Regions from separate parts of the Sus scrofa genome. Here region 1 is linked to region 2. The links are chromatin contacts, called in public HiChIP or PLAC-seq maps. All regions are on one chromosome and are shown on one strand. The core of a region is the stretch at or near the end of the contact, and the rest is flanking DNA. Distances in the headings are between cores, read along the strand shown.

What was found. HiChIP or PLAC-seq counts read pairs in DNA pulled down with a chosen protein or histone mark.
Region 1: a contact with region 2 is called in an H3K27ac HiChIP or PLAC-seq map of alveolar macrophages. The contact joins the promoter of PRKCI here to the promoter of MYNN in region 2. A contact is called at or near these places in 1 of 5 promoter capture datasets (liver), 3 of 47 Hi-C or Micro-C datasets (heart right ventricle, liver and skeletal muscle) and 2 of 2 datasets of contacts at active chromatin or transcription factors (alveolar macrophages and skeletal muscle).

The regions. Positions count from the first base shown.
Region 1 is chr13:108,909,182-108,915,192 of Sscrofa11.1, forward strand. It overlaps PRKCI (protein kinase C iota type), which reads left to right and starts at 3,837. Exons shown (of 18, transcript XM_021069795.1): 1 at 3,837-4,274. The coding sequence starts at 4,174.
Region 2 is chr13:108,430,266-108,436,711 of Sscrofa11.1, forward strand. MYNN (myoneurin) reads left to right here and starts at 4,929. Exons shown (of 7, transcript XM_005669990.3): 1 at 4,929-5,592; 2 at 6,375-6,446. The coding sequence starts at 6,406. ACTRT3 (actin-related protein T3) reads right to left here and starts at 4,101. Exons shown (of 2, transcript XM_003358668.4): 1 at 1,550-4,101; 2 at 1-640. The coding sequence starts at 1,749. TRNAV-AAC (a tRNA gene) reads left to right here and starts at 3,155; the gene lies at 3,155-3,227.

The DNA of each region.
Region 1 (6,011 bases), core at 2,587-5,086, 480 kb after region 2:
TGAAGGAACTAGTAAGCACCATTTTAAGTACAACAGAAAGAAAATACACTCTGGCAGACTTGTTCAAATGCATTGGCTTCCCATTTTGTATTATATGATTCTCAGTTGAGAAATAGCCATCTGTGGCTCTGGTCACTACTCTGGTGTGGGTTTGAACCCTCACCCAGGACTTTCTGCATGCCATAGGCATGGCCAAAAAAAGAGAGAGAGAAACAGGGACCAAAGATCTAGCAACAGGGTTTACTAGATGACATAAAGAACACAGCAAACAAATTTTCTTATGATCCTGGCTGCAGAACACACTGGTGAGGCTAATTAAGATTGTATACAAAGAAAAAAAAAAAAAAAGATTGAATACAAAGGAGTTCCCGTTGTGGCCCAGCAGAAACAAATCCAACTAGGAACCATGAGGTTTCGGGTTCGATCCATGGCCTTGCTCAGTGGGTTAAGGATCCGGCATTGCTGTGAGCTGTGGTGTAGGTAGCAGACACAGCTCAGATCTAGCATTGCTGTGGTGTAGGCCAGCAGATATAGCTCCGCATTGGACCCCTAGTCTGGTAACCTCCATATGCCACGGGTGCGGCCCTAAAAAGCAAAAAAAAAAAAAAAAAAAAAAAAAAAGATTTAATATAAAAATGTACCTATTCTGATTAGACATTTCCTTTTTTTTTTTCTTTTTGTATTTTCAGAGCTGCACCCGCAGCATATGGAGTTCCCAGGCTAGAGGTCCAACTGGAGCTGTAGCTGCCAGCCTACACCACAACCACAGCAACACAGGACCTGAACCATGTCTGTGACCTACACCATAGCTCACGGCAATGCTGGATCCTTAAGCCACTGAGGGAGGCCAGGGATCGAACCTACGTCCTCATGGATACTAGTCGGGCTCATTAACGGCTGAGCCATGACGGGGACTACATGATTAGACATTTCCTAATTAGAGCAGCTCAATCAGTAAAAAGGAAGCAAAATTTTCCTAAAGATATGACTAATGTGATGCCAAGTTCCTTTTTTTTTGGCTTTTGTCTTTATAGGGTCACACCCGAGGCATATAGAGGTTCCCAGGCTAGGGGTCTAATCAGAGCTATAGCTGCCGGCCTACACCACAGCTACAGCAATGCCAGATCGGAGCCTCGTCTGCAACCTACACCACAACTCATGGCAACGCCAGAGAGATGGCTTGGAGTTTCCTTATGGCTCCTCTAGTTAAGAACCTGTCACTGCTGTGGCTCTGGCTGTAGCTGTGGCGTGAGTTCAGTCCCTGGCCTGGGAACATCTGCATGCCGTGGGCACAGCCATAAATAAATAAATAAATAATAAAATGTACATCTACCTTAAAAAAATAGAGATGGCTCAATAGGTTCCAGTATTTTGTTACTAAAAATAATCTGTACCCTGATCATCCCATATGCTTAACTGTTTGCGCCCTTTATCTGTTTTAATTGCATCACATTGACTTTAAAAATTAGTGTCAGAGCACTTCCAGAATGGAAACATAAGGAGCTCCTTGTATACTCTCCCCAATGAAACAATCATAACTGTGAAAGTTATAAACAAAAATTGACCACTGAATCAGACTATGGAACAGTTTTATGCCCCACGGCATTGTCAAAAACACAGGAGCAATCAGATGTCAATCTGTGGAGGCTTACAGCTGGGAGCTATATCCATTTAGGCAAACCAGCTTGATGGGGAGATGAGGGAAAGAGGCAGTCAAAGAGAACCTGATTAAAACCCACTATCACTCCCCAGAGAAGGGACAAGGAGTCAGGGTGATAACGTGCATGCCAAAGCTGTACCCTCTGAGGAGAGACATTATAGACTGCATAATGGGGAAATAGACTTCATCTATTCTGGCCAACTCACAAATAAATAAGCAAACAATAACAACCACCAGCCCTGGAGCCAAGTGAGATCAGTCTTTAGAATTGCTACAATGGAAATGTAGAGTTTGCAACAAAAAAATATTATGAGGCATACAAAGAAACAGGCAACAGGACCCATACACACAGAAACTGTGCAAGAGAACACATGCATTGGAGTTCGCACACTTCAAAGCAGCTATTATAAATATGTTTAAAGAACTAAAGGAAACTATGCTCGAGAGTATAGATTCAAAATTCCTCAACAAAATATTAGCAAATTGAATCTAGCAACATATTAAAAAGGATTATATGTCATAGGAATTTCCCCCAGGAGTGCAAGGTTGGCTTACATCTAAAAATTAATTAATGTCACATAACACATTAATAGAACAAAACACAAAATCACATGATAATCTCCATAGACAAAGAAAAATCACTGAAAAAAACCTCAAAATACTTCGTAATAAAAACAGGCAACAAACTAGGAATAGAACGGAACTTCCTCAACCTGATAAAGGGCATCTGCAAAAAAATCTAGAGCAATTATCACAGTTAATGGTGAAAGACTGAAATATCCACATAAGACTGAGAATAATACAAGGATGTTAACATAGCCTCTTTATTCAACACAGTACTAGAGGTTCTAGCTAATTCAATCAGGCAAGAAAAAGAAAGAAATCATGCAGATTGAAAAGGAAGTTGTAAATTAATCTGTATTTGAAAATGATGTAATCTTGTACATAGGGAATTCTAAGGAATCCACCCAAAACACTGTTAGAATTAATAAATGAGTTCAGCAAGCTTGTAGGATTGAAGATGTATGCAAAATCATTGTATTTCTATACACTAGCAACAAATAATAAAAAAAAAGAAATTAGGATGGGAATAAATTGGTATAGCCACTATGGAAGATAGTTGATGTTAGAAAAAATGCTGATGGATAGATAGCTAACTGGATTGATTGGCTAAGTATTCATTGTGCATCTGTTCCTAGTAAATGGCAATGCACAAGGGCATTTGGGGGGCAGCAAAACAAGAAGACAGTTTTCCATCATATATATATACACATATATATATACATATGTGTGTGTATACACTTTGGTTTGGGGGGGCCTTATTTTTGGCATATGGAAGGTCCCAGGCTAGGGGTGGAATCAGAGCTGCAGCTGCTGGCCTACACCACAGCCACAGCAAAGCCAGATCCCAGCAGCGTCTGTGACCAATACCACAGCACAGGGGACACCCTGGATCCTTCACCCACTGAGCAGGACCAGGGGTTGAACCCAAATCCTCATGGATATTAGTTGTGTTCATTACTGCTGAGCCATGATGGGAACTCCCATTATACTTATATTTTAGTTTCCTTCTTTATTGCATTCATTATTACATTTGTTAAATATATTAAATTCTTTGCAAGAAAGAGTCTATGCTGATCAGGTAATCAAATTCTTCTTTCCGAAAAGGGCACTGGATAATTGAAATGATTTATGCAATTGGAAGGGAGCATTCACCAGGGAACAAGGTCTAGATGGTGATGAAGCCCAGTCATTTCCAATGCCCTCAGATGCCCAAGCTGCATTCAGGATTTCCACGACGAGGGTCCCAGGGACACAAGCTGAAGACAGACAGACTGTCAGCGAGAAGGCGGGGCCCTCTACATGTAAGGAACCTCAAGTCCCAGAATCCCATGGGGACTCCAAATCCCAGAAACCCGCAGGACAATTACCTTACGAGTCCCAAGTCGGCTGACCTCGGACGCGACCAAGTGATGAAACAGGGGTGAGATGCCGCAGCATTTGTCTCCTACCATTTTCCTTGCGGGGAAGGGCTTTTTACAGAATTGTAGTTACTTAAGTCTTGACATTCTCTCAATCACAGCTTCCACGAAAGGCCCCCTGCTGAAGAACTTGATGTGATATTTAGCATCCTCCATCCTTTCTCCCCTTTCCGTCCCCGTAAAAATGGGTCAGCCGGGCATTGAGGCTCCTTGAGTTGGAATAGGATGGTTACACCCGCTCTCCCCCGGAATGTGGGCCTTTGGAGCAAGCGAGGTGGGAGGGGCGGAGGCGGGAGGCGTGCTGGGCCTGGGCGGCAGTAGAGTCAGTGGCGGCCGCGGGCGGTGGGAGGAGCCGCGCGGTTCCGGCTGCCCCAGCGAGGCGACCCTTGGGTCCGCGCCGCGGGCGGGGTGGACAGGTAGGCGAGCGGGCAGCTGCGGCTCCGGGGAAGGCTCGGGCTGCGGAGTCCCCTACGGTGCCGGGCGCGCCCCCCGCACCCTCGGCCTCTGGCGTTGAGGCGGGGGAGTAAGGAGATGCCGACCCAGAGAGACAGCAGTACCATGTCTCACCCGATCGCAGGCGGCGGCAGCGGGGACCATTCTCACCAGGTTCGGGTGAAAGCCTACTACCGCGGGTGAGTGTCCTGGGGTATGGGTTAGAGTGGGAGGGGAGGGGAAAGGTCAGCTCGACTTGGCCCGGAGGAGGGGCGGGTAAGGGGCTGGAGATCTGGTGGGAGGGTTGGTCTTAGCGGGCGACTCTAGGGACTCCAGATGGGTGACCAAGTGGTCCGGGGAGGAGCATGGGGCTCTGGCTTGGGGCACCCCCAAGGTGTGGTGTCGGGCGCCCGGGATCACGCGGCTGAGGGTCCTGAGTAGGATCCGAGGGAGGAGCCTTGAAGTAGATTAGGTCCACCTAGTGGGTTCGAGAAACTCGCCTTCCAAGAGATTTACGAGATCTTTACATCTTTAAGTCTGGATGTATGGGGGGTTGAGAGTTGGTTCTGAGTGATGCCTTAGTTAACTAAATTTACTTTGGGTTTAAAAGACAGGACTGCTTCCGTTTGCTGACCCTTTTGACTACCAGCAGGCCTAAAGCCTCTGGTTCTCCAAGTCAGGTTTGTCTATCTTAGAGAAGAGTTCGTGAAGTGTGTCTGGACTGTGGTTAGGCTGCCAGTATGTTAGACATAGGAGCTATTGTTTGAGTAAACTCGATGAGTTTTCAGGGATATGCATTAGGTATTTATTGTCTTGCCAAGATTAGGTTGTATGTACATGTGTAAATTTAAATTTGTGAAGACTTCTTTGTTAGTGTTGCTTCAAAAACTGTCCGATACGGTGAAATACTGTGAGAAGAGGACCAGCCTAGGCACAGTTTTTAAATCTGTGATGTTTACTCTTATTATTACCTAAGTTATAATTACTGTGGTTCCCAGAAATAATCCAGTCCTAAAATCGTTGCATTAAATCATATTCCGTAATCAGTGACCTAAAGTGTCCCCTTCCCTTTATGTAGTTGTGGTTTGAAATTTCTTTGAGATAATTATATTCGGGTGCCTTAGAAAGGTGAAATGTTAGTGTGAGCATAAGAGTTTGAAACTAAGGGTTAACAAAAAACCACTTTGGCTTGTCTTACTGCTTGTCCAAGCAGAAGTAAATTACTTTAAAAAACTCAAGCATTAGGAGGTTTGAAACTGCAATGCATACTTTTACATTCCTGAGAGGATCAGTGAAGATAGCAAACTTCCAAAATGTCTGTCTTGTTTTGATTTCAAAGGAAATATTAGCCCCTAAATGTCTTACTGATTTGATGTAAGGATGTACTAGTTTGCTACCTTGAAGCCTCTGACCCCTCTCTGTTCATTAGCTTGATGGTGTTCAGGAGTAGTTTAGAGGAGTTATTTTGGACAGTAACAGAGTTTTTGCTTAAATCGATCAAGGAGGTCCTGATTTTAAAACAATAGATATGGGAGTTCTCGTCGTGGCGCAGTGGTTAAGGAATCCGACTAGGAACCATGAGGTTGCGGGTTCGGTCCCTGCCCTTGCTCAGTGGGTTAACGATCCGGCGTTGCCTTGAGCTGTGGTGTAGGTTGCAGACGCGGCTCGGATCCCGCGTTGCTGTGGCTCTGGCGTAGGCCGGTGGCTACAGCTCCGATTCAACCCCTAGCCTGGGAACCTCCATATGCTGCGGGAACGGCCCAAGAAATAGCAACAACAACAACAAAAGACAAAAAAATAAAAAAAATTAAAAAAAATAAAAAAAATAAAACAATAGATATGTACTTTGGGAAAAACTTTGCTTTCTTTACCTTACCTTTGATTTGACAAATGAGCTATTTCACTTTAGAATGTGTTCCATTTTATAGAGTTGACAA
Region 2 (6,446 bases), core at 3,679-6,178:
CATTATGCTGCTGAAGCACATCTTATCAATGCCAGGGGACTCAAGGTGCATGAGACTCGGAGAAAAGAGGGCCTCTGGACAATGAAAGAGCTGGTCATGGAGCTTGATTATCTTCCCATCAGGTAGTTGGTAACCCTTCTCTACAGAGTCAGCTCTCTTGGCCTTTTCCTCTTCAAAGTTCATTGCCACATAACAAGAGGTTTCTTTAATGTCTGCGACAATCTTTCTGTCTGAAGCACTAAGCAGCATGATGCCGTGTTCCTTCAACAGCATCATCAGGTAGTTGGTGAGGTCAAGGCCTGCCAGATCTAGCTGCTGGACACCATGAGGCAGACAGTAACCCTCAAAGACGGGTACACACTGGGTAACTCCAGCACCTGAATTCAGCACAAAGCCAGTTGTGAAGCCAGCAGCAAAGAGAGCTAGCACCCCCTGGATGGACATATAGAAAGCAGGAACCTCCAAGTGCTCAAAAAACACTTCAGTGACCCGTTGCCGGTTGGCCAATGGGTTCAGTGCTGATTCGGTAATCAAGACTGGGCCATCACAGGGCTTCAGCTTCAGGTTATGGTCATAGATATGATTCCACATGATCTCCATGTCTTCCCAGGAAGTAATTAGACCACGCTCCACTGGGTAGCTGTAGGAAGAGCAAAGAGATAAATGGCAGCTTTTAATTCTTCCAGTGTCTATTCTCTTCAATCCTAGATTAATCCATGTATTTATTACCAGTATCCCTTTATGAGCAAGACTGCCACAGCCTCTGAGAGATGGTAATTACCAGCAAAAGTTAGCACAGCTACCTTCCACTGCAATCTTTGCTTTCCACTGCCCACACCCTCCCCCGCCCTATTGGAATACACCCCCCCCCTTTTTTTTGTCTTTTTGACTTTTCTAGGGCCGCTTCTGCCGCACATGGAGATTCCCAGGCTAGGGGTCGAATCGGAGCTGTAGCCACTGGCTGTAGCCACAGGCCTACACCAGGGCCACAGCAAGGCAGGATCCGAGCCGCGTCTGCAACCTACACCACAGCTCAAGGCAACGCCAGATCCTTAACCCACTGAGCAAGGCCAGGGATCAAACCCGCAACCTCATGGTTCTTAGTCGGATTCGTTAACCACTGTGCCACGATGGGAACTCCAAGGAGTACCCCTCTCGACTTGGAAAAAAAAAAAAAAAAAAAAAAAAATAGGGAAATCTTCACATAATAATGTTTTAATAACAGTCAACTGAAAAAAAAAAAAAAAACCGTGACACAGATACTATTCATTAACATTCCTAAAACTCGTATTTTATGAATGAACTCGTATTTTATGAACGATAACTGTGTTTCTACGTTTGACTACATTTGACTAGATACCGAAAAGAAGTAATGGTCACTCTAGATATGTGGTCCGCTCAGATTTGCGGCTCAAGCGTTTGCAATAACGCGGGTTGTAGATACTTTCCTGTTCCTCCTCTCTTTACCTTTTCCCTCACTCTTGAGCCCCTCCTACGGGCACTCCCTCCTTCCGCTCCTCGGGTCCTGCCTACAGGGAGAAGGCGGTACCTGATGGAAAGGGAGTGTCTCCGCTCCTGAGCTTGGTCTCCCACGCACACTTCCTGCGCGCCCTCAACAGCCCAGGTCTGGCCCTTGGCGCGGCCGATGATATTCGGGTAGATAAAGAGAGGATCCCGGGACCCAGCCAGGCCAGCCTTGATCACTCCTGAGCCGTTGTCGATCACCACCGGTAGCTGGTAGTAGCTCATGCCGCCGCCGCAGCCTCCTGTCGCCCGGCCGCTCCGGCTGTTTTGGCTGCAGGCTGAGCGGGAAGCGCGCAAAGTGATGAGCGGGGGCCGAGGGCCTGGAACGCCGCGTCATAGAGGCCCCCGCACGGCCCCACGGGGCCTGAGCGGGGCTGGTGCGGCGACAGCCCAAGCCCGTGGGCTGTGTGGACTCAAGGTGTGGTCTGAAGTGCCACCCACGGTTGCGTCTCACCCGGGATGGACTACTCCTTTCCCGTTGGAATCCTGGAATACCAATATCGGGAAAACCCGATTGTCCTCCCCAAAGATAAAAATCTAATCCTTCACGAGAGGCTTTCTCTAGTACTTCAATGAAACATAAAAGGTTTTATTTCTCAGAGCCATTAAATTCTGATTAATAGGTCCAGGGACCTATGGGAAGCCCCGAAATGAGCCCTAGAAACTGGAATAAAGGTGGAGAGCCTTGACAGGTGAAAGTTTTAAGAGGGGAAGCACAGCCTATGCTTCTGAAACCCTCGTCAACTTCTAAAAATAAAAAGGAAAAAAGTGCTATTATTTAAAGTGGATTTAAAATACTTTGATTATGGTTTTTATATATACTGGGCAATAGTTTGTGTTTCTCGTGGTTTCTAAGTAAAATGTACTCAAAACCAAAATAGTAGAAACATTAAAAAAAAATTTTTTTTAGCACTCCCATTACGTTATCCCCCCACCCCCTGCAGTGTAATATGGAAGCTCATTTCTGGTTCCCTAAAAGTTCTTGATTTTTAGGCAGAAGAATGTGTCTGCTTCTTCACGGGGAAAACGATATTCAGTACGTCATATGAAGTTCGGACTTAGAAAAATTTATGTTCATTGTGCGCCAAAGTGCATCTTGGTGTCTGATTATTATTTTTTTTTAACCCCCTCAATTTTACACACCATGTAGAAGATTTTAAAGCAAGTACCTAAGCAGGAGAGAAGATTCAAAAGCTAATGACACATCCCTTCACCAGAGGCTGAACCGGTTACTTTCTCGCTAGCTAAATGACTGCTAAGGAGGTTGGTGCGCGAGTTCGCGTGCTGCGGGTCCTTCTTAGCCGGCCAAAGCCCTAAAACTCATCCGGGACTCTCAGCAGCTAAACGAGGAGAAAAGAAACTAATACAACACTTCTTTTCCGTGGAGGGAATTAAACCCAAAAGAAAGGCACATAACGCGTGCCGGGTTTCTAACTACCTTTGAAAAAAGCATATGCAAATTCTAACTTTTGAAATAGTGGTACTATTTAATTGGATCTATGCTTATTTTCCTTTTTTTGTTCGTTTGTTTTGTTGATCTGTTTAAAATTCCTTTATCTACTTTGAAGTGCTCAAGCTGCATGTTACAATAGCGATATCAACAAACTTCAGAGAGCTTGTTACTAGGAAGGTTTCCGTAGTGTAGTGGTTATCACGTTCGCCTAACACGCGAAAGGTCCCCGGTTCGAAACCGGGCGGAAACAGTGCCTTTGTTTCTTTTCCTCCCTCTTTGTTTTATGAAATTATGTTCTTCAAAAACATAATCTTGATAGAAACTTGCAGTAAAACATAATCTTGATAGAAACTTGCAGTATCTTGGAAATTTCAAATTGCTTGTTTTATTTAAATACATCTCACAACCTAATACTGAAAAAATAATGTAATGTACAGCCTGGTAACATTACCGGGCAGGGCCCTTTGGGGCTCCTGGGCACAAAAGCCTTTCTCTGTCCCCATTTCTTTTTAGGAAATAGGCCTCATTCAGCCTCCTTGACCTCCCTTGAGTGCCAAAGGGCAGGTAGTAGGAAGGAAAGATTACAGAAAACCAGATATCTAAAGTTGGGAAATTTAGCGCTTTTCTATGAAAGAATGCAAATGTCTAGGCTCACTGAAATCATCCTTTGATGTGCATCTCCACCAGTGTTCTGTGTTTTCACAGCCTGAGTTTCAAGGAGGGCAGGGTGGGGGGGCTCGCTCTCGGGAGTGGTTGCTAGATGGCAGGTATTCTTTGTTTCCTTCCTGAGTTCCCACAGGGCTCCGAGGTTCAGCCTCCGAGGTGGCTGCATTCCCGGTTGATTTGTGCCATCCTTTGTTTTGTGGACTTAACTATCAGTGTATGTGATAAAGAACTAAAAGACCCTAGCAAATGGAAGATGTTAACTACCTGATGAAGGATTGTTCATTCTGGAAAGAAGGACCACTAGAACCAGTCCTGGGGTCACAAAAACACCAACTTTGAAAAACAATGCAAGCCAGCATTTTCCCTGATCCTTATCTGTGGCCCTATTTTTCTACTTCCAAATTATAAAACCACTTCCTATTCTCTCCCAAAGGGGGGCACAGTCTTTAGGGCATTAGTCTGCTATAGCCCTCCTTTGCCTGGCAAAGCAATAAAGCTGTTACTTTTCTCCTTCACCCAAAACTCTTGTCTCCCTGTTTCTATTCAGCACTGGTGGACAGAGAGGTCCAGTTTCCACAACAAGGTAATCAAACACAGCACAAAAACTGGAGCCCTGGAGCCCTTGAGGACTCTGTATTACAAGTCATTTGGTTTTCCACTTGAGATTACAGATTTATCTAAACCCGAGACCATGTTTTATACTTCTAAATACTCAATATCTGTTCAACACATAGCAGAGGCTCATAAATATCTGAGTGAATTAATTACCAAAAAGGATTCTGACAAAACTAAAAGTGCAATCAGAAAGAAAATTATACTTATAAACATAAAATCAAGAAAGAACCAGCCTCTTTTTTTCCTAACGGTTGTGGTTTTATTCAAAAATATGATTCATACTGAGGAAAACTTAGAGACCAAACGGAATCTGTTTTTTTAAAAAAATCTCAGGAGAGAAGAAAAGAAACTCAAGTTGACACTGTCCTGAAAAATAAAGTCGCGAGTAAACTTCCTACGATCCTCATATAACTTTTAACAAGAAAAAAATGTTGAAGTTTTGGTTTTCTTAGATTTATAATGTCCAAGCGTGGTATAATTCACCCTAACATATCAGCATGACTTATCTTACTGTTTCTGTCTTTTCATTTTATGCAGATAAGCGGCACCCCTTTCCCTCACTGTACAAAATCTGAATACAACGTAAATCATTGTATTAAAGTTTTTCTAGTCCAGACGCAGAACATTTTCCGGTATAAAGCCCACCTTTCCCCACGCGCATGCCCAGTATGCCCTACTGCTTTGCACCGCTTTCGTGCATCCCAGGCTTCCAACACCAGGTAAGGGTATCCTGCAAACTGGATTCCGGTTGGCTGATGCAAACAAGAGCTTTTGGGTAGGTAAACTAAAAAGGAGTGATCAGTCTCAGCTCAAAAATTCCCATGGTCGAGAGCCCAAGTATATAAAGCAGCTGTTCCCACCGGTGGGGCCTCAAGAAAGGTGAGGCTGATGGGAGAAGTCGAGCAACTAACTACAAGCCCCAGCATGCAATGCACAATTTGGCTCCCGGAAAGAGGCGCGCTGTGCAGCGGAAAGCAGCCTTGGCCGGCAACACGAGTCGTGCGCGAGATGCTGACGGTCAGCCAACCAGAATGCTCAGAATGAGGAAGAGAGGCGGGGCGCTGTGAGCGTCCCCTTAGATCTCGTATCTATGACTCTCCAGTTTCCGGGTCTCCTGGCCCGCTAGGGAGGGGGTTCTCTGTGCGCCAGCCTCTTCCAGGCGGGTGTTAGATCTCCACGGTCCTAAGAGCCTACGCTGTTGCCACGGATCTCCCAGAGCCGGATGTGACGTCGCCTTGGAGTAGGAAGGGAGAGGCGGAGCGTAGCCCAGTGACGTCCTTCCAATATGGCGGAGTGAGAGTGAAGAAACAGTGTTTCCCCTTGGGTTGCTATAGGTGAGTTCTGTCTTTGCCCCCAGCCCGCCATCCCAGCTCCCTCCAGATCCTGGGTCACTAGAGGGCAGGTTCCTTGGAGCGCGAGCTGTTGTCGGAGCCAAGTGTTAACGTTGAAAGCTCGGGCGAGGCAGTCCTGGTGTTGGCCTTGGCCACAACCTCTGCTGTGGGAATTCGCGGGAGTGGGAGCTGGGCGAAGGGCAGGGAGGCAGAAACCAGGAGAGATCGGCTTTGGTTGTCACCCTATGATACCACCTCGAGTGGGGAAGGAAGGGGTGTGGCTTCCTCGGGGTGAGTGACCTAACCTTTGACAACTCTTGGCCCTGCCCCCTCGGCACCCGTCTAGCGTTTTGAAGCCACTATGTAACAGGTTTCATTGGGGAGCAGTTTTCAAGACCTCGTACCGTGTCCTTACTCAGTTTGCCCCAACGATCATTCTTTTAGTGGTTGATTTTTTCTCCCAAATATATGTTTGCCTACTGAGCTTGAAAGTGAAAGTTCAGCTGATCCAAAAGCGTGGAATTTTGCAGTGCTTTTTTTTTTCCTTTTTTTCCCCGCTTTGTGGAAATATTTTCTCGCGTCGCCATTTATTACCGCGTCCAAAGGATTGTGTTAGTTGACCAAGATGAAATAAAAGCTAGGAAGGCATTTGTCCCTTCGGCATTTTTTAACCATATCTGTGAATTTTCTGGGGACGTAAAATGAGAACAGACTTTATTCTTGTTGCGTGAAAAGTTTGATGACAGCTTAGGTTTACTAATTTACTATTTATTTTTGTTTTTTAGAACAAGGGTAAAATTCGTTTGTGATATCAAAATGCAGTATTCGCACCACTGTGAGCACCTTTTAGAGAGACT